Regions from separate parts of the Mus musculus genome. Here all the other regions are linked to region 2. The links are chromatin contacts, called in public HiChIP or PLAC-seq and promoter capture Hi-C maps. All regions are on one chromosome and are shown on one strand. The core of a region is the stretch at or near the end of the contact, and the rest is flanking DNA. Distances in the headings are between cores, read along the strand shown. Region 1 holds the start of Ube2e2 (ubiquitin-conjugating enzyme E2E 2). Region 2 holds the start of Top2b (topoisomerase (DNA) II beta). Region 3 holds the start of Atxn7 (ataxin 7). Region 4 overlaps Atxn7 (ataxin 7). Region 5 overlaps Atxn7 (ataxin 7). Region 6 holds the start of Thoc7 (THO complex 7). Region 7 has its middle 17 kb from the start of Atxn7.

Region 1 (2,700 bases), core at 13-2,512, 2.5 Mb after region 2:
ATTGAGGGAAGTGCTGTGCCCTAGAGGAAAGAGCTCAAGGTATGACATATGAAAACACTCCATCTTCACCATCACCCACAAACAAGACTGCCAAGCGCCCAGGAGCATCCTGACTGCCTGAAGAAAGACAAATATTTAGATTCCCAAGATTGCATTTCTAGAGCATGCTTTTCAAAATCCAAGGATTTAAAACTAAGATGAGCTTTAAAAAAATCTTAAAAACAGTAAGGTAATCAGAGGTAAGTCCTAGCACATTCTTTTGTACTTTAAAATGGAAATACTCAAGTAGACCCTCAAAATTACAAAATACAAGGTTAGAGGATAAGAATCTTGCAAATCAGCAAATAAGTCCAAGAGCTGCCACCAAGCCCAGGGTGATGATGTCTCTCTAATGCGGCCTTAATTTCCTTTAGGGAAGATGGATGGGGCATTTCTGGTTAGTTGTGGAAAAAGAGACACAAGAAGCCAGGCTTTATGTTCATTAGAATTGGAAAAGGGCAAATGGATCAAAACATTAGTAGCGAAGAGGGGGTGGGTGGGGGTGGGAGGACAAGGGTAATCCAGTTTCCAATCAGGCCAGTGGGTGCTGCAGAGAAGCCAGAGGAAAACTGGCTTCGGAGCCAAACTGTGCCAAGCATCGGGCATTACAAAAGACCAGTGTGACAACCCACACCCCGGGGCATCACGCACACACCCAGCGGGTACTCCCTCACCCTCACCTCCTGTAGCAATTATGCAATTTGGGAAGAGCTCCGGACAGCCGGGCACTTTGCGCCGCGACATCCATCCTGGACTTTGCGGAGACTTAGTTCCTGGCTGCGGTGGGCTCGGGAGGGGAGGGGAGAGGTCCTCGTGGGCGAAGGACGGCCACACTCTGCGGGACGGGGGAGGGGCGCGCGGGCCCCAGCGGACACGCGCAGGGTCAGGGAGGCCTGCGGGGCCGCGGGCGCGCACCCGAGCCGAGGCCGCGGCGGGGGCGGGGATCTCGCCGGGCTGGCCCTCGCCGCGTGGGGTCCCCGCGCGCCCCACGCCGCGGCTCTGGCCGCGGCCACGCCCGCCCGCCCTCACCTACTCACCTCGCGGCGTCGCCCGCGCTCCAGCCGCGGCTCCGACGCCGAGTCCGGGAGTGAAACCGCCGCCTCCGCGAGCCGCCGCCGCCGCCACCGCCGCCGCCGCCCGCCGTCCGCGCGCGCCCCCTCCCAAGCGCGCGCTCGCCCTGCCTGCCCTGAGAGCCCGCGACAGCGCGAGCCCCACGTCGGCCTCGCGGTGTCGCGCCCGCGAGCCCGCGACGCGATTTAGCCCCGCCCCCGCCGGCGCGTGCCCGCTCGAGGACCTGTGAGGTGCGCGCGCAAAAGTAAAGTGACAGCTGAGTCCTGGGCTGGGCGGGCCGGAGCAAAGGCGGGTTAGGGCGAAGGGAAAGGGAGGAGGGAAATCGAGGCTCAACGGCGGCGGGAAGGGAGGGACGAGAGGACCTTGAGGAGCGCACGAATTAAAGGGACACGCGGGCTAAGGGGTGGGGTTGCGCTTCAATAAGGTGCAGTGCGGCGGACTGGGATGAGGGGTAGGGAGAACACACACACACACACACACACACACACACACACACACACACCTGCACCACCAGCTCGTGCTCGCGCAGGACCCACCTGCACCGCTGTTGGAAAACTTCGCGTGGGCCCGGGTGAAGCCACATTTTACCCCTTAACTGCTGCAGGGAAGGTCCTGCGGTGCCTAGTCCTGTCCAGGGCTGCTAGCTGTCACTCTGGGAGGCTGGGGAGGGCGGGGCGGGACGAAGGGGGCAGCACTATCAGAGCAAGTGGGAGGCTGCCACTGTGCCTGAAAGACACAGGTGGGATAGTAGCCATGCTGTGGGTGGCCTGAGGAATATAAGGTTGCCCTGTCATTGTAGCCCAAAATAGCTACTTAAAACAAAACAAAACAAAACAAAACAAAAACCTGCACATGCTTTGTTAACTCAGCGCCCATGAACTCACTTCACCACCACCACCACCACCACCACCACCACCACCACCACCACCACCACCACCACCCACACACACACACACACAACACCTCCAGCCTATCATAACCGCTGAGATCTAGGACTACTCTTAACTTCTGTGAGGATTCTTGGGAGTGGCTGAGCCCATGCACTAGTCCTGCTCAGCAGAGAGGGCTAAAGACAGACCTCCATTTCAAGTATGGTCCAAATCACTTGAACAGTGCTAGCCAATACATAGGAAACCATGGGAAACCCAACCTACCAGATGCCATAGGCCACCATGGGAATGTGAAGTTCTGAGTCAATCAAGCAGCCTAAACAACTAGTGCAAAAAGACCCCAGAGACTAGAGCAATACAAGACTCATAACCTGTATCTGGAACAGAAAATGCTTCCACGAGATACATTCAAGAACTGGCTTTTAACCAATTACATCACTGAAAACTGCCCAAAGCAGCTAGTAATGTCTAGCCTGGAACTGACTACTGAGAAAAAAAAAATGACAGCACCTTTGTCCTTACGAATGTCAGCTCAAGAATGTATGAGAGGAAGAGTTAGAAATGAGTGAAACCTGGTTTTCTGGTTTGTGTGGCCACTTAAATCTGTCTCATGGTGTGTGTATTTCCGACATAGTACAGTGTATTAGTAGAAATGCATCATATTTAGAATATGATCAAATACAGTATTTCATAGACAGTC
Region 2 (2,700 bases), core at 143-2,642:
TCCCCAGGTAAGAAGGCCCGATGATGGACTTGGGAAAGCTGGTAACATGACTGTGGTGCTTTAGAGTCAGGGGCGCAGCCCAGCTTAGATCCTGCCTAGCGCTTTATAAGCTTTAACACTAGATTCAAAGTAAAGAAAGGTTTTGGTGTTCTTAGTCAGAATCCCCAAATAAACTGAAATTCCACGGTCTCCAGAGAGCTAATTAAGAACTACATTGAAATGATTTCCGTGTTTCAGAGCTCCCCACTTGGATTCAGAATGCAGCAGCGATTGAGAGGTGTGACCCCAAAGTTTCCCTTAAGGGAAGCACTCAGCTGCCGGAGAGACTCAAGGAAATACTTTCACAGAAAGTTGTTAGCTCTAGCTGGGTAAAGTTCTTCGGTGTGGTGTCCTCCTGTTAGTCACTCTTGGAAGATTGACGTCGGAGGAGGCTGTTGTCCCTTTAAACCCATTGCCACGCCTGACAGAGCATGGCTGGGAGTATGCCCAAAGAGAACTTGTTGAATGCAATTCCATTTACAGGCTGGGTGAAGTCAAGAGCTCTTCCATCTGCCAAAAGCTTTGGCGTTGCAAATTTTATTCTTAGAAAGCTTCCACACGAAAAAAGTCTATTTCATGATGTGTACCTGAAAGCTGAGAAGTGACAGGGACCTGTCTGCATTGTTGGGAGGAAAGGTCTGTAGCCAGAAAAGGGAGTCCTGACCCGTTCGCATTCCTTCCCGGGAACGTTCTCTGGGCACTCTTAGCACCCCAAGTTCCCTAACTGGTGGCACTGAAGACCGCTTGCCCTGTTTAGGGGCAAGGCAGAGAGACGGTCGGTCGGGGGTCGGGCGGATGCAGCAGCAACCTGGGGCCTGAGCGCGGGGTCCGGCTGCTCTAGGCGGCGCACGGTCCCGTCTGCAGTTCGCTAGCTCCCTCCGGGGCCCAGTCCCTGGGGGCGGCTAGGGCTTCCTGCCTCCCTGCCCCCAACCCTCCCCCCCCCCCCCCCCGCTCCCGCTCCCCCCGCGGCCTCGCGGCAAGTCTGCAGGACACAGTCCGGAGGTTTCCACAGCCCTTGTCCCAGGACTCCCGGCTCCTTTGGATGCCCCGGAATGACTCTTGACAGCCGCCTGCTCTCCCTTCTGACGGAAACCCCATTCACTCGCCTCGCTCTCCCTTACACTCTCTCTCAGACACAAACAAAAAACCCAAGTCTGCCTCTCAGTTGCTACCCGCAATGACGTTTTCCCCTCGGGTCCCGCCCCCCTAGGGGCCTGAAATTTTGGGATTGGTCGAAGTACTGTAGTGACAAGGCTGTGATTGGACGATCCATGGTTGACTGACAGCCGGTGACCACCGCACCCTCCCCCTCCCGGAGCGCGCCTGTGTGTGCCGTGTTATGCCGGACTAAAGGGAGGCCACCACGGCGGCTCTGTTTATTGTCCCTCTTGGACTGTGCTCCGGAGGACCGGTTCAGACGCCGCTTGGGCGGTTTTGAGGCAGTGGCGGCCTTTGAGGCTGCGGCGACCGCGGCGAGGACTCTGCGGCTTCGGTGGCTTGAGGAGAAGCAGCGGCTCATTCCTGTCAGGGCTCTGGCTCGCGAGTCCTAGCCGGCCCGCTTCAACCTCGTCCCTCATCCGCGATCCCAATCGCCCGCGTGGGTCCCGGAAGGCCGCGCCGCATCGCCAGCCCTTCCTAGTCCTCGACCACTCTGTAGGCCCGGGCGCCGCGCTCGAGTTTGAGGGCGGCGGGCAGCGCGGCCTCCTCAGCGGCTCGGGCCCGCGATGGGGCGCGGCTAGGAGTGCTGCGCGCAGCGGTCAGTGCGAGCGGCGGGCCCGGCGTCCCCGGAGCGCGAGCAGCCCCTGGCCTGCACGGGAGGCGCTGCCATGGCCAAGTCCAGCCTCGCGGGCTCTGACGGGGCGCTGACCTGGGTGGTGAGTGCGGCGCGGGCGGGCGCATTGTTCGTGGGCCGCGGGCGACGCGGGCGGGGTGAGAGCGTGGTGCGGCGGGCGCCCTGTCAGGCTGCAGTCGGGGCCTAGCCCCGTGTGCCCTTTCTCTCTGCTTTCGCCTCCACCAAGGCTCAGGCTGCTGAACAATGCTCACCGGAAACTTCAGGGTGCACACCGAGAGTGGGGGGACCGCGATAATGCGAGCCTCCGGGCCAACCCTCCATAAGTGCAGCACCAGAAAATAGTGCCCGGTATGCTACGGCTTCCGGCGGCCTGTCCCAGAGGAATGTGCACTTGAATGGTCACTGCGGGTTGCGCCTCCCCAGAAAAGGCTCATTCCGCAGAGAGGGTATTTGGGACGACTTTGACAGCAGGCTAGAGACCGCCCGCGGGATTAAAAGAAGAGTTTACTTACGTCAGCCTCCCGTGTACACCGTGTGGGGGCCCAGGGGTGTCCCTCGGAGGTGAGGGGGTGCTTAAGCCTGAACTTGGAGGATTGCAGAGCTCAGTTCCTGGAGGGAGGTGGACTTAGCAAGTGCAGCGGGAGCAGTTGGAACGCGGCTCCCAGGACAGATCGATAACTCCAGCATTTCACTTACTCAGCACTGAGTTCAGACCAGGGTCATTTCCCAAACAAAACACCGGACTTAGTAGATGAGGCCAGCAGCTTGGACAGAAAATTTACACATTTCAGGGACTTTAACACATCCCTTCCAGAGGATCCTAGTTCCCCGCCTTTTGAACACACTAAGGAACTTTGGTATTGGTTGGC
Region 3 (2,700 bases), core at 112-2,611, 2.4 Mb before region 2:
TTAAAAAATATGTAACTGCCCTGCATGGATACAGTATTTATTTATTTTTATTTATTTATTTATTTATTTATTTATTTAATTTTTTGGGTTTTTCGAGACAGGGTTTCTCTGTATAGCCCTGGATGTCCTGGAACTCACTCTGTAGACCAGGCTGGCCTTGAACTCAGAAATCCGCCTGCCTCTGCCTCCCAAGTGCTGGGATTAAAGATGTGTGCCACCATGCCAGGCTCAGTTTTTAAATTAAGGAAAATATATTCCAAACTTCAGTTAGTTGAATCTGTATGTAGGTGTATAGCCTGAGTGTTCAAAAAGCAACTGTCCTTTGATAAACACTCAGCAGATTCCTTTTTGGATTTCTTGGTGTGCAATCCAGTGGGGGGGGGGGACCCTATAGACACATTTCTAAATGTGTCTCACAGAAATTGTGTTTCTGCTTTATTTATTTAAGACAAGCTCTTACTGTGTTTCTCAGTCTCACCTGTATTACGATGCTGCACACTTGCTTCAGCCTCCCAAACACTGGGGACTCTGGGTGCATACCACACCCAGCTCAAGCTTTTAAACTTGCACCTATGTCAAACCCCTTCTCCAAGTCCTGGCTTTAATATATTATGGAAACATTTTCATATGCACTTTTGCGTTCATTTTAACATTTGAAAGGTTTTTTGTACTTCAACAGAGATGTTGGTCACATCTGTCTTACTAAATATTTGCCCCCCCCCCCAAAGCCAACAGATAATAGCAGCAAGTCGAGAAAGCTCACCTCTTCATACAGTCCCAGAAGGCACCTGTAAGCCTGAGGCTCTGAGCAGGCTAAAAAGATGCTGCTTTACTGAAATGAGATAACAGCTTAATAGGAACTAAAGGCACCCTGTGGTGGTCCACTCCTGTGCTTTACTTGTTTGATGGTCGGGGAGGGGGTGACTGTATGTGCTAGTGCTTATTAATTTGTGATCCAAATCTGACGAACGTCTGGTATATTCCTTAAGCCATGGGGGTCTCATCGGATTCTAGGAAAGACAGCCATAAATAGTGAGAGACTAACAACCCAACTTTAAAGTGATACACTGATTTTGTAGCTTCCTTCTTGCTGGAGAAGAAATTCAAGTTCGCAGGACACAGTGTGACCTTCAGTTGTGGGCACTCAAGTGCACGTTCCTGGCTGGCCAAGCAGCAGGGGCTCGATGCGGACGCCTGGGCTAACACCTGGGCGGCATTTTCACACCTGCCACTGGCAGCTTTGGTTTCTGGGCGTCCGCACAGTGGCTGCTTCCCATTCATGCTCCAGCTACTGTGCAGCCTCCCGCGAGCCCAGAGCGAATTGCTGGTGCCCGGGGCTCCGGAGGGAGGGCCTGGGCGACGCTTTCGTTACTGCGCCGGGGCCGACCGGCAGGCTCTTCCATAGGTGGCTGCGTTTCCGACTTCGCCCTGGCTCCACTCCGGGGGCTTGACGTGCAAACTTCGCCGGAGCGAGCAGAGAGGGAGGGACCGGCGAGGGGGAGGAGGCGACAGGAGGCGCCTCCGCTTAAGGGAGCCGGCCGGGCGCCGCCGCTCGGACGGACGCGCGGACGGAAGGAAGGAGCGGGGCTGCCGGCTGGGCCGGGATGCGAGCGCCCGCAGGGTGGGCAGCCGCGGGCCGGGGCGCAGGCAGGCCTGAGGTCGCGGCAGTTCGGCTCCGGGCGCTGGCCTCCCGAGCCGGGCCCGGCAGGGCGGCCAGCGCCGCAGTGGCAGCCGCAGCCGGCGCCCTACGAGGGCCGCGGGAGGCGAAAGCGAAAGCCGGTGGCGCCGCGGACTTTGCGCCCGGGCGGGGAGGCGGGCGGCGGCAGGGGCCGGGGGCTGACAGCACCGCGGGCCTGCGGGCCGCGCACGCCGCCGGAACTCCGCGGAGCCTCCTTAAAAGCGGCCCCCGCGCCACTCTTTTCCCCCTTTTTGTTACATTGTAGGAGCGGAAAGAATGTCGGAGCGGGCCGCGGATGACGTCAGGGGGGAGCCGCGCCGCGCGGCGGGCGGAGCAGCGGCCGCCCGGCAGCAGCAGCAGCAGCCACAGCCTCTGCAGCCCCAGCGGCAGCACCCGCCGCTGCGGCGCCCACGGGCGGAGGACGGCGGCACCGGGGACACCACCACCTCGGCCGCCGCCATGGCGACGGTTGGGGAGCGCAGGCCCTTGCCCAGTCCCGAAGCGATGCTGGGACAGTCGTGGAATCTGTGGGTGGAAGCTTCCAAACTTCCTGGGAAGGATGGTGAGTGTCCACGCCTCCTGGTTCCCCCCGCCCCCCCGCCCCCCTCCTCTGGCCCCGATCCCCTCCCCCGCGCCGTGTCCTGTGGCCGCCCCCACGGGGGTCAGAGATGCTATCTTCTGCTGGGTGCCCACACCTACCCGGAGCGTGCGTGAGCGTGCGTCACACTCCTAGCCACTGACCTGCCTCTCCCCTCCTCCTGTGTGTGTATATCTCCTAGGGACCGAATTGGATGAAAGTTTCAAGGAGTTTGGGAAAAACCGCGAAGTCATGGGGCTCTGCCGGGAAGGTGAGTCCAGCCCCCCTGGTGGAGTTTGTACCCAACCTTGGGGAAGTTTTCTTGTTGCTTCAGCCCACCTTCCCTGCTTGCCACATTGAGGTCTCTGCTGAAGAGGATGGAAGAGGGTGGGTAGAACATTTAGGAAGAAATCTCATTTCTAGGGGCTCTCTGTAATGGGCAGCA
Region 4 (2,700 bases), core at 163-2,662, 2.3 Mb before region 2:
GAATGATGGGTTTAAAAGCATGTGCCATCACTGCTCAGCCATTGCACCACATTTTCTTTGTTTAGTCCTCCATAGCCATTGTGAATAGTACTGTAATCAGCATGGCTTCTTGGCATTGCTGTTCTGTCCTTTGAGTGTACACCAGCAGTGAAGTAGCTAGATCATGCAGTGCAGGGGCTGTCACCTAAGTGTCAAGACCTGTTAGAGGGCAGACATTAAACAAACTTTTCATGGGTTGTCTACTTCATTTGGAAAGCACAGATATTACATTACAATTCATAACAGTAAGAAAATTACACTTAGGAAGTAGCAACATAAATAATGGGGCTGGAGATATGGCTCAATGGTTAAGAGCACTGACTGCTCTTCCAAAGGTCCTGAGTTCAATTCCCAGCAACCACATGGTGGCTCACAACCATCTGTAATAGTATCTTGATGCCCTCTTCTGGTGTCTCTGAAGACACCTATGGTGTACTCACATTAAATAAATAAATAATTAAAAAAAAAAATAATTCTATGGTTGGGGGGTCTCCACGACATGAAGAACTATGTTAGTGGGTCACAGAATTAAGAAAGTTGAGAACCACTGATGGAGTGGTTCTGTTTTTAGATTTTTATAATATTTGTAATGGCTGTACTAATTTAGATCCCCACCCAGTGTATAGTTTTTGACCTTCCTCTGTATTCTTGTCAGCATTTTTGTTCTTGTCATTGTTGGGGGTTTTATTATGGCCATATTATGTGGGATGGTATCTTCTGCGGCTTTGATTTGCATTTCTGATGAGTAGGTAATATTGACTGTTCATATCTTGTGGGCTGTTCCCATATCTACTTTTGAGAAATGCCAGCTCTTTTGCCTACTTCTTAATTTGAGACATTAATAAAGGGAAGAAATAGCAAAAATTTAAAGTGTATGGAAGCTAATAAATATACTTCTAAGTAAATGATGGGTCAGACAAACAATTATGAGAAATTAGAAAATATTTTGAGAGTAATGAAATTTAAATACAACATAATAAAATCAAAATACAACTAAAATAGTGCTTGCTCAAGAGGAATTTTCGTAGAAGTGTATGCAACTTTATTAAACACGGAAGCTCAGGTCAGCAACAGCATTTCACCACCTAGATCCAGAGCAAACAAAGAGAACAGTGTGTAGATTAGATTGGAAGTAGGTGAGTGAGACTAGAAAAACAGTGGAAGATGAGTGAAGCCGAAGTGATTTGTGAAGATCAATAAAGGGTCCAGGTTTTAGCTAGGTCTGTGTGTGCTGTCTATAGAGTTAGAAATGTAAGTGCTACTATTATTGCTCACTTTATAGAGATGAAAGGATTCTCTCTGAGAAGAACTGCACAGAAAGACGCCCACACTTCCTGCAGTGACTGACAAGTTGGAACGTCTGTATAAAACAAGTGCAGTCTCGATTAGTGATGTCATCAGGAAGCCTGGCCTGGTGGCTCTACTCTTTAAAATGTACAGCAAATCAACACCAGTGTTGTGAAAAGTGCAAGAGGAGATGACACTTTGAGTTGACTTCTGAAGCCCAGGAAGACAGAGAAGAGCTGAAAGCTATAGACCAATGTCCCTTTAGAATACCAGCACAAAAATTTCCAGCAATACACTAGCAAGCTCAATGAAGTGATTACATAAGCAGGACTGTTAATACTAACTCCTAAGGCCTTAAGGAAGCAGTGATGTTTTGCTGTGATGCACACATGGTGGATGGATACATTGTGACATATACATGGATGGGAAGAAATTTCAGTATCTGTAATGCTCAGGTTTTATTCTAGATTGTTTGATGCTATTTTAGCTTTTGTTTGTTTGTTTTTGGCCTGTGCTGAATTTAAACCCTGGGCCTTGTGGCCTACTAGGCAAATGTTTGATCTATAACCTGGTGCTCTGTGTTTTTCAGGTATGTATATAAATTATCAGAGAATATTTTTAAAGTTCAGTTTAGAACTGGAGACTGTAGGTTCCAGATGATAGATACCTGTTGTCCATGAAATAAACTTGAGTCACAAGGCTATATTCTCAAAATAAACATAGGACTAACTCTACCTTAGTTCTTACTGTTGACTGTTAAGACAGAAAAAACATTTTCCTTATGATTAGAGGAATATGGACCCTGTGCTTGGAATTGTACTGCAATGTATTGCATTGTCTGTGCTCTTGTACTTTTGGGCTTATTGCTGGTATTAGTTTTGAGGGATTTTGCAATTATGAGCTAATAACCCTTAAAGTAGTTATTTCTAGTTTACCATGTTTGTTAACCCTCACGGCTGCTGTACTACAGCTGTAGTGCTGCCTCTGCTGTACTATAATGCAGCATATTAACATGGTTGTGGTGCCCCACTGGATAGTAAAATAATGTATTTATTAACATGTTTCTCCTGTTCCATTAGTGTACATTCCTTTTATTTTTAAGGCATGAGATTTTGAGCACTGCTTTAGTAACGGCTCTGGGTGGATATTCCTTAGAAGGACTGCGCCTCTTCTTTGCTATGGAAGCTCTTAGCTGATGCTTTTGTGAATAGTCTGCATCAAAATCAGGACATGCTGTCTACTATTACTTATTTCCCTTTTTTTCTATTTTTCATGAACAACTATTGAATTTCAGTGAAAGGTTTCTATCAGTTCATAAAATTTTGAAGTTTTCTAGTCTGTTAATACCATTGGTTACATTACTAGTTCTCCACT
Region 5 (2,700 bases), core at 161-2,660, 2.3 Mb before region 2:
TTCCAGGTCTACAAAGTCTATCACCAGGGGCCTTAGACAGATGCAAGCAAGGCATGGTGTTCAGTGCAGACTTCTTCACGTGATGAGTTGAGAGTTCTTTCATTGTGGCTTGTGCTTGAGGCTTAAGAAAGAGTGCTTGCTAAGTGTCAGCAGTGGAGGTCTGAAGCTAGGGTTGTAGCGTGTGAACTCTACATAGACAGAGTATGCTTCCACGTTCCCCAGGAAGCATAAAGAACTGGAAGGAGCAATCCATCAGGACTGAGTCTGTGTTTTTAGATTGATTGATCTTGGTGAGAATATGTTTCTCAATACCAAATATAAAGGGGTGCCCATCCAAAACCATTCATGGCAGCTGTGATTATGGGAAGTATGTGTGACCAGCTTTGGTAATTCTCACCCATCATATCTCCTTTTTACAGGAAAATCCCACCAGTGCCCTGTACCACATCACCTGTTTCTGCCCGTGTTCCTCACCGGACAAATTCTGTGCCGACATCACAAGGTGGGATCAGCTACTTAGCAGCAACCACTGTCTCCGCGCCTCCAGTCCTGCTGTCGTCCACCTGCATCTCCCCAAATAGCAAATCGGTACCAGCTCATGGAACGACGCTAAATGCACAGCCTGCTGGTTCTGGGGCGATGGACCCTGTGTGCAGTGTGCAGTCCAGACAAGTGTCGGCTTCATCCTCACCCCCCTCCACGCCCTCGGGCCTCTCTTCCGTCCCCTCTTCCCCTCTGTCCAGAAAACCTCAGAAATGGAAACCTAGCAAGTCTATAAGGCCCAAGGAATCTTCTGCTCTCAGCACTAACTGTCACAATGCCAGTAGCAGTACCAGTGGTGGCTCAGGAAAGAAACGCAAAAACAGTTCCCCACTGTTAGTTCCTTCTTCCTCCTCTTCGTCATCCTCCTCCTCCTCCTCTTCTCATTCCGTGAACTCTTTTAGGAAAAACTGTGTGGCTCACTCTGGGACTCCATACCTGTCAACAGCACCATCTTCCCACAGCATCGGCCTCAACTGTGTGACAAATAAAACACACTCGGTGAGCCTCCGGCATGAGCAGGCAGGGCGGGGTCCCGCTGGTGTGAGCTCTGCAGAGCCCATCAAGAGGATGAGTGTAATGGTGAACAGCAGCGACTCCACTCTCTCTCTCGGCCCATTCATCCACCAGGCTAGTGAACTGCCTGTCAACCCACACTCACACACTCCTCTAGACAAACTCATAGGGAAGAAAAGAAAGTGCTCTCCAGGCTCTAGCACTGTTGGCAACAGTGGCAGCAAACCCACAAAGGTTGCCAAGTTGCCAGCTATGAACAACGTCCACATGAAACACACAGGCAACATCTCAGGGGCACAAGGATTGACGAACAATTCCCTCCTCCATCAGGTAGGAAGTGGACTCTGATCTGGACGTGTTTGTTGCCTCTTTCTTGGGGACTTTGGCCAGTTCTGAAAATTCTGGTTGGGTTGGTTGGTTTGCCTATAATGGATGCCCAGCTTTCGTGGTAATCTTTAACAGAGGAGAGCCCATGTCCGTGTGAAGGGGAATCTCCTCCGAATGTCCAATGCCTTGCAACAGTGTTCCTGAGTAAGCGTCAAGCAGGAAAGGTTATGCAGAGAGGCAATATCCTGATGCTGTTAGAGATGGAGGCAGAGAGCATTGTCTGTCTGCACAGACATTCCAGGCTGAAGTCAAACTGACGTAGTAAGCAACAATGACTTAAGACAACAAAACAAACAAACAAACCAACAAACCAACCTTAGGATGCGTCTCCTCTTGAGCAGTTCCAGGCATTCTGGTTAACTCGCACCCCTTTCTATTTTCAAGAGAGTTAGGGGAGAAGATTAGTGCCGGCGTGGCTGGAGCTTGACGCCTGTTCCGAGTGCATACTTAGAAGACAGTATCGTGCTTCCCATGAGCGGGAGGTGGCTAACTGGGTTCAGAGTAGTCGTGACTTCTTGTGCTGTGTCTTGTCTGTTCCTGGCTTTCCATTGGCTCCTTCTGACTGTCAGTCACACAGTTCTGTGTTCCAGCCTCTTTTGCACCACTTCCAGCTCATCTCTCATCCTGTTATTTCATCCATCAGGATATCTTCTCTCCTTGCTTACGAACAGGAATTGCAGAAGCAGCACCCCAGAGCCCTGACTTAAAAAGTGAGGCTCTCTTTTATGTTATTTTCCCTTTTCCTCATCCTCAGAATTTAACTGCTTAGGGATTTTTCAGAAAATAAGAAGGCACTTCCTATTGTAATTTACTTTTTTTAGTATTTATGTGAATTGATAATGTCAGAATTACTGGGGGAGATAGCTACTTATTTTCAAACTGGCTGCTTGTGTTGGCCTTATTGCAAATATGAACTTTGCTCTTAGTGTGTTTTGTAGTTACTCATAGTTATGATTCATGTAGCAGAAGTACAAACACAGCAAGAAACAATATACTCATCCCTCAGAACTGCCTCTGAGTGTAGTATCCTCCCAGGAGAGGGGGCAGCATTGTACCCCACCTTCATGTAGACCGTTACACTTGTGTTCACCTTACTTCTCCTCACAGGTAACTGATGGGAATGCTGAAGGTTGAGGTGGTCGTTCTAGACAGCAGGGACTAACAGTGCTTAGGGAGGGTGGGCATGGGTATTGTCCCACGGGTATGTAGCAGCTCTTTCCTGTCTTGTCGCCAGTTTAAAGAGAAATTGCAGAGCTG
Region 6 (2,700 bases), core at 145-2,644, 2.4 Mb before region 2:
CAACAAAAACCCTTTCACTGGCTTTTCCTGATCTTGGAAATTTCATGGTGTAAAGTTTTCTAAGTTCTATATGCCATCTTGAATTTCTTTCATCATTTTGGCAAGTGGTTGGTCACTTGTAATTCCAGTTTTAAAACACCTATTTACCCTTCAAAGGAAGGGGGAAAGCAAATTTGTCAAGTTTTCTAATCACCAGTAGAAAGACCACCTCAGTTCAATTCCCAGGACCCATCTGGTGGAAGTGAAGAAGTGACTTCAGCAAGTGTCCTCTGACTGCCACTCTAGTAGGGTGGCCTGCCTGGGGGAGGGAGGGAGGCAGAGACAGCTCAAAGAGAGGCAGGCAGGCGCGCGCGCGCGCACACACACACACACACACACACACACAGCCACCCTACCAATTTTTAATGTTTACAGCCACTGCAGACGTATAAGAGGAAACACCTTTACCTGCTGCTTCTGGGTATCAAACGTGTTCAGTAAAGTATTGCCTAGAAGTAAGCTAAGTACTTCCTGAATAAATTAAACTCGAATTAAAAAAAAACAAAACCAAGGTTAAAATCCCCCCTACCAAGTTCCGAGGCCTTTATTTATACCCACATCGGTATTTCCTCGGCCCGTCCTCAAATTTGGGCCGATCGTTGTTCATTTCTGGAAGTCCCCTGTTTCTCCACTGGGATCCATAGCTATTGATCAGCCCATCAAACAACATCAAGCCACCGGAACCTTTCTACCAAAGCGGGTACCTTCTCAGTTCCTGCTCCAGTTGCCTATCGTGTCAGTCCATCCTTCTCCCAAACGCGCTCTTATTTCTGCTCTCAGCCCACAGACATCTACTGTCCACCATCCATCACTCCTAATCCACTCAGGCCAACAACTCACCCGCTCCAACATGCCTTCCTTTTGTTGCCGCGGTCCAAGCCGCCGGCCTCTTCCCATGCTGGCGCCTTACCTTGTAAGTCGCCCAGATACACTTCCCGACCGGCCCTCCAGACACCCCTGTTCCTCTTAGCCGCCGTCCCCAGCTCGGGGTCCTCACTCCACCGCCCTCCGAGCTCCTGCGCTCCCTGGGGCCCGCCGCGCTGCCCGTGGGCCCGACCCAGCCCGGCCCGGGAAGCCCCCCAGGCGGCCCCCTCGGGGCACTGCATCGCCCGGGCCGAGCGAGCCGCCCTGCGCCTCTCCCCGCCGCGCACCGCCCCGGGAGCCCCCCACCCCAGACGGCCCGGATCCCGGCGCTGCCCCGCGTCCCCGCACCCGCCGAGGCCTCACCGTCAGTCACGGCTCCCATGGCGTGCGCGGCGGCGGCGGCGGCCGAGCTGAGGCGGCGGTTGGCGGCGAAGGTCAAACTCCCACAATGCAGCCGGGTAAACAGTCATGGAGGAGGAGGCGGCGGCGCCCGCCGCCCTCTCCGACTTTTGAGTCGCGCCGGCGCGCGCGCCGCGCCGCCGCGGACCCGCGCTCGCCGCTCTCCTGGGGCGCGGAGCGGCCGGCGGGTGAAGGGCGAGACGGGCGGCGGGAGGGCGGGCGGCGGCGGCTGGGCCCGGGGACACCGCCGTCCCGCCCTGCCCGCGCCCACAGGCCGCCCTGGAGGCCGCGGCCAGCCGCCAGGTGAGCTTCGGGCTGCGCGCGCTCGCGGGGCTCCGCGCCTGACGCTCCAGGTGACCTCTGTCCCGGGCTGCCCCGACCGTGCGCTCCGGTGGGACGGGGGCGCGGCCACTGCCGCCGTGGGTCTCGAACCCGTATTCTTGAGGCGGGCGCGGCAAGCCATCCTCCCTTCCTGAGCTCTGGCGGGTGCTGGCGAAGCGGGGGAAAGAAACTTGGTCACCTGTCTGGGGAGCGTCACTCAGGACCCAGGGCTCAGGTCCCTCCGGTTCTCACCTCTCATCCAGTTCTCCCTCGCTGCTGGAATCCAGATGGGGTGCCTTCATTTTCATACTAACTTTGCTTTTCAAAAACTGCTTCTTAAAGGGAAGTTGAAAGTAGGTGTTGGGGGTGGGGGTGCTGCTCATTGCAAACACATTACTTGGGGGTGCGGAGTACACATTTCTAGAACACACTGCAGGTTATAGTGTCATCTCTTCTGAAAAATGAAATAAACCACCCCCCTCCCGGGGGGGGGGGGGGAGTCGGGCAGTGAATGCGCTCGCCTTTAGTCCCAGCACTTGGAAGGCAGAGGCAGGCAGTCGAGGCCAGTCTGGTCTACAAAGTGAGTTCCAGGACAGCCAGGGCTACACAGAGAAACCCTGTCTCGAAAAACAAAAAACAAAACAAAACAAAACAAAAAAACAAAACAAAACAAAACAAAACAAAAAATCATTTTGATTCAACATTGAGGAATGTTCTCCTAGTGGAACCATGTTCCTGTTGAGAGTTGATTTGACCTCCAACAGGGTAGAGTTTGACTTTATAACCCAGGTTTTTGTTTATCAGTTTTCATGATCCCAATCCCTTGAACCTTCAGATCCTGCATAAGGCAATGGTGTGGGGTCATTTTTTGGTTGTTGAGATTTCTTAAGTGGGATCCATGCATCGGCCCTGTGTTCCCTCAGTTCTTTCTAGCGGAAGACTTGGGATCATTCAAGGGAGGTGGTTTTTAACCTCTAGGCAGAACTATGTATGGGTCAAATACAGTATCTACTTTTGTCACAAAGGCAGAAATTACCCTGAATGAAGATTTTGAAGCATAAATGACCTCTTCCAAAT
Region 7 (2,700 bases), core at 173-2,672, 2.4 Mb before region 2:
ATCTCCCTCCTGTATGCTGGGAATAAACTGCCTGAACTGCCTGTGGTACAGTCTGAGAGGACACGCCTCACAGCTGGGCTGTTGCCACTATTTGTTGCTCTTTCCTACTTTCTTAGGTTGAGTACCACCTTTTAAGCATCAGTTTGTTAGTCATCAGTCCTTTGACTCTGTACCTCACTGCATTGTTTTTACATCTTGTTGAATCATAAAGAACAGAGTGAGCCTTCCAGATAGTCAGTATGTGTCTGTTATTTTAAAGGTATAAGTTGACAGGTTTCATAGGTGTAGGCTTTCAAATAGCAGCATTAAACATTAAGTGGAAACTCATTAGTGGAAATTCATACAGTGATTTTTAAGCCCAAAGATGTTGACTCTGGACATATTGAATAGTTGTTTGTTCCTTTTTTTTTTTTTTTTTTTTTTTTTTTTTTTTTTTTTTTGGTTTTTCGAGACAGGGTTTCTCTGTATAGTCCTGGCTGTCCTGGAACTCACTTTGTAGACCAGGCTGGCCTCGAACTCAGAAACCCTCCTGCCTCTGCCTCCCGAGTGCTGGGATTAAAGGCGTGCGCCACTACGCCCAGCATTTGTTCTTGGTTTATTGTAAATCTAGTGAATTTAAGTTCATCATAAAAATAAATTGCATTTGTTGAAGACTTGTTAAAGTGCCTGAAATTTTAGCTGTTTGGGTCCACAGAACACATGTAATAATTTAAAACGTGTGATAACTTAAAACTAAGATTGTAGATTTCTGACTAGCTTTGTGTTCACTATTTCAGTCCTTTGCCACCTTCTTCTTCTTTTTAATCTGAACAGATTAAGAAGGAAGGACTTGTACAGCTGCAGCAGATGAAGATTCACTGGTAAACCGACCAGCGGAGTCTTGGCCTGCACCTGAAGAAAAGGTAACTGACTCTTCTGATGGAGCAGAGCTGGATGAATGCGTTACTTCCAGTTCTAGTACAATTTGAGTGTCACCAAAGGGTGACAATTGGAGTATTTGAAGAATCATGAACTTCTGAGTGCTAAGTGACAGTGGATGTAAGGAAGACAGTAGTGCTGTTGGGCATTTGCTTCTTAGCTCAGAAGCTCCTGTCCAGCACCGCTTGCATACATTTATCAAAACTTGAGGAACCTATCTGCTACAAGTAAAGGCCTGCACCACCACCTCCTGGCCTGTTGGAGGAAGTTTTTAGAGACAGGACTCCTAGCTCTCTGCTAAACTGTGCCCACCCTTTCCATAGGACGTTGTCGAGTATGTATGCTCTTGTGTCTTCCAGCCCCATGGCCAGCTCCAAGCTTGAGCCCCACCTACTCCCTCCCCACACAGCAGAGAGCAGCTGCTAAAGGAGAGTCCTCAGCAAGACTGACAGACAGAAGAGTCAGGCATACTTAGGGCACCTGAGGCCTTTCCAGGCTGACAGGGAACTCTGCGACTCGAGGCAGTCCTGTGTCTCACAGTCACAGCGGTCATAGTTAGCATAGCTTCTCAGTACAAAGTGCAGTTGGCATTTGGCCAGATGACAGAGCTTCACAGAATTTGGAAAAAGGGTAAGGAATCCTGAAAGAGCTTAGTTTTTTTTTGTTGTTGTTGTTGCTTTTGTTACATTTATTTATGACATGTTTCTTTGTGTGTTACTCTGTCTTGTGTGTGTGTGTACACATGGGTCACATGGAAGTCAGAGAACAGCTTGTAGGACTTGTTTCTCCTCCTCCATCACATGGGCCTGGGGAACTAACTTAGGGTGTGAGGCTTGGTGTCAGATGCCTTTTCTTAATGTGCCGTCGTCCCTGGACGGCTTGGAAGAGTTTAGATTAGTGATAAAATGCCTCCCTTCTCTCTATCCTTGAAGGAAGTGGGGTGGGGAAGTGGAGGCTTATAAGTTACAATTCAACTGCAGAACAGAAGGCAGACAGGAAGGACTAGAGAAGCTTCAATCTCAGAAATAGATGAGCACATACTTGAACTACAAATGCTTGCTTCATCAGGTCCTAAGCTACTGTAGCAAAAGTGGGAAACATGCTGTACAACCTGCATGTTTATCTGCAGAGATAACACTCTCTCTCTTACCAAGCCAGCATGTGAGAGCTTTAGGAAGGTGGCAGTTCTGCATGTAAAACAACAAGCATTCAGTCAGCTCTGACAGCTCTCTGATGAAGGACCAGGATTGTTATCACAATGTACGGTATTCATTGTGAAATATTAGGGAGGTGCCGAAAAGAGGGGACAGGACTTTTCTTGCATGGTGGCTGATTGCTGGCTGTAGTGGGGTCCAAGGAGGAAAAAAAAACATTTTGAAAAACGCCGGAGAAGCTTTTTAATGCTGAGATAACTTCTGTGTGCAAAGATTATCTGTTAGAGGAAGAGGAGAAGAGTAGGGATAACTTCCATGACTTGAATATTCACTGATGGACGTGTTTTATGATGCTGTAGCAAAGACTCATACAACACCAAGAAGTAAATAAGAAGGGACAGGGAATGAAGAGTTGTACGCTCACAGATGTACTGAGCAAACAGAAACCAGTCATTGGGCCAGGTGGAACTGTGAGGACGTGTCAGGCCCAGGGTGCGTCTCAAGGGCCAGCTCCTTCACGTGCAGTCTCTTTCTCTCAGGTGTTATTTATAGAGGGCACTTTACATGTTATGCTCTTTTTTAGGCACTATAGATAACTTAATAATCCAAAATAATACACGGTCTTCTT

What was found. Promoter capture Hi-C pulls out the DNA fragments that hold promoters and counts their contacts. HiChIP or PLAC-seq counts read pairs in DNA pulled down with a chosen protein or histone mark.
Region 1: an H3K4me3 HiChIP or PLAC-seq map of embryonic forebrain shows a contact between it and region 2, with 5 times the contacts expected there. The contact joins the promoter of Ube2e2 here to the promoter of Top2b in region 2. A contact is called at or near these places in 1 of 39 promoter capture datasets (liver) and 2 of 115 datasets of contacts at active chromatin or transcription factors (astrocytes and embryonic forebrain).
Region 3: a contact with region 2 is called in a promoter capture Hi-C map of pre-B cells. The contact joins the promoter of Atxn7 here to the promoter of Top2b in region 2. A contact is called at or near these places in 5 of 39 promoter capture datasets (the C10 cell line, hematopoietic stem and progenitor cells, hippocampal neurons and 2 more), 1 of 484 Hi-C or Micro-C datasets (B cells), 3 of 115 datasets of contacts at active chromatin or transcription factors (astrocytes, large pre-B cells and thymic regulatory T cells) and 2 of 9 other capture datasets (adipose tissue and liver).
Region 4: an H3K27ac HiChIP or PLAC-seq map of regulatory T cell precursor shows a contact between it and region 2, with 21 times the contacts expected there. The contact joins the enhancer-like site here to the promoter of Top2b in region 2. A contact is called at or near these places in 2 of 39 promoter capture datasets (the C10 cell line and hippocampal neurons) and 2 of 115 datasets of contacts at active chromatin or transcription factors (double positive thymocytes and regulatory T cell precursor).
Region 5: a contact with region 2 is called in a promoter capture Hi-C map of liver, with 4 times the contacts expected there. The contact joins the enhancer-like site here to the promoter of Top2b in region 2. A contact is called at or near these places in 6 of 39 promoter capture datasets (hematopoietic stem and progenitor cells, hippocampal neurons, liver and 2 more), 3 of 115 datasets of contacts at active chromatin or transcription factors (astrocytes, double positive thymocytes and thymic regulatory T cells) and 1 of 9 other capture datasets (adipose tissue).
Region 6: a promoter capture Hi-C map of hematopoietic stem and progenitor cells shows a contact between it and region 2, with 4 times the contacts expected there. The contact joins the promoter of Thoc7 here to the promoter of Top2b in region 2. A contact is called at or near these places in 5 of 39 promoter capture datasets (the C10 cell line, hematopoietic stem and progenitor cells, liver and 2 more), 1 of 484 Hi-C or Micro-C datasets (B cells), 4 of 115 datasets of contacts at active chromatin or transcription factors (astrocytes, double positive thymocytes, large pre-B cells and 1 more) and 2 of 9 other capture datasets (adipose tissue and liver).
Region 7: a promoter capture Hi-C map of liver shows a contact between it and region 2, with 2.3 times the contacts expected there. The contact joins the enhancer-like site here to the promoter of Top2b in region 2. A contact is called at or near these places in 2 of 39 promoter capture datasets (hippocampal neurons and liver), 2 of 115 datasets of contacts at active chromatin or transcription factors (astrocytes and large pre-B cells) and 1 of 9 other capture datasets (liver).

The regions. Positions count from the first base shown.
Region 1 is chr14:18,892,509-18,895,208 of GRCm38.p6, forward strand. It overlaps Ube2e2 (ubiquitin-conjugating enzyme E2E 2), which reads right to left and starts at 1,263. Exons shown (of 6, transcript NM_144839.2): 1 at 1,077-1,263.
Region 2 is chr14:16,363,814-16,366,513 of GRCm38.p6, forward strand. Top2b (topoisomerase (DNA) II beta) reads left to right here and starts at 1,393. Exons shown (of 36, transcript NM_009409.2): 1 at 1,393-1,913. The coding sequence starts at 1,866.
Region 3 is chr14:14,011,130-14,013,829 of GRCm38.p6, forward strand. Atxn7 (ataxin 7) reads left to right here and starts at 1,362. Exons shown (of 12, transcript NM_139227.4): 1 at 1,362-1,621; 2 at 1,944-2,240; 3 at 2,458-2,526. The coding sequence starts at 1,955.
Region 4 is chr14:14,041,124-14,043,823 of GRCm38.p6, forward strand. All of the region lies in intron 3 of Atxn7 (ataxin 7), which reads left to right. Among named protein-coding and RNA genes, the nearest start is that of Atxn7, 30 kb to the left of the region's middle. Within about 2 kb of position 1,413, at least 28 of the 459 cell types and tissues checked have an H3K27ac peak or open chromatin away from gene starts, as enhancers often do. A contact at or near this core is called in regulatory T cell precursor, where this site is marked.
Region 5 is chr14:14,099,516-14,102,215 of GRCm38.p6, forward strand. It overlaps Atxn7 (ataxin 7), which reads left to right. Exons shown (of 12, transcript NM_139227.4): 11 at 420-1,386. Among named protein-coding and RNA genes, the nearest start is that of Psmd6, 20 kb to the right of the region's middle. Within about 2 kb of position 1,411, at least 7 of the 459 cell types and tissues checked have an H3K27ac peak or open chromatin away from gene starts, as enhancers often do. A contact at or near this core is called in liver, where this site is marked.
Region 6 is chr14:13,959,919-13,962,618 of GRCm38.p6, forward strand. It overlaps Thoc7 (THO complex 7), which reads right to left and starts at 1,395. Exons shown (of 8, transcript NM_025435.3): 1 at 1,267-1,395. The coding sequence starts at 1,285. It also overlaps a transcript of Atxn7 not described here.
Region 7 is chr14:13,994,194-13,996,893 of GRCm38.p6, forward strand. It overlaps a transcript of Atxn7 not described here. Among named protein-coding and RNA genes, the nearest start is that of Atxn7, 17 kb to the right of the region's middle. Within about 2 kb of position 1,423, at least 18 of the 459 cell types and tissues checked have an H3K27ac peak or open chromatin away from gene starts, as enhancers often do. A contact at or near this core is called in liver, where this site is marked.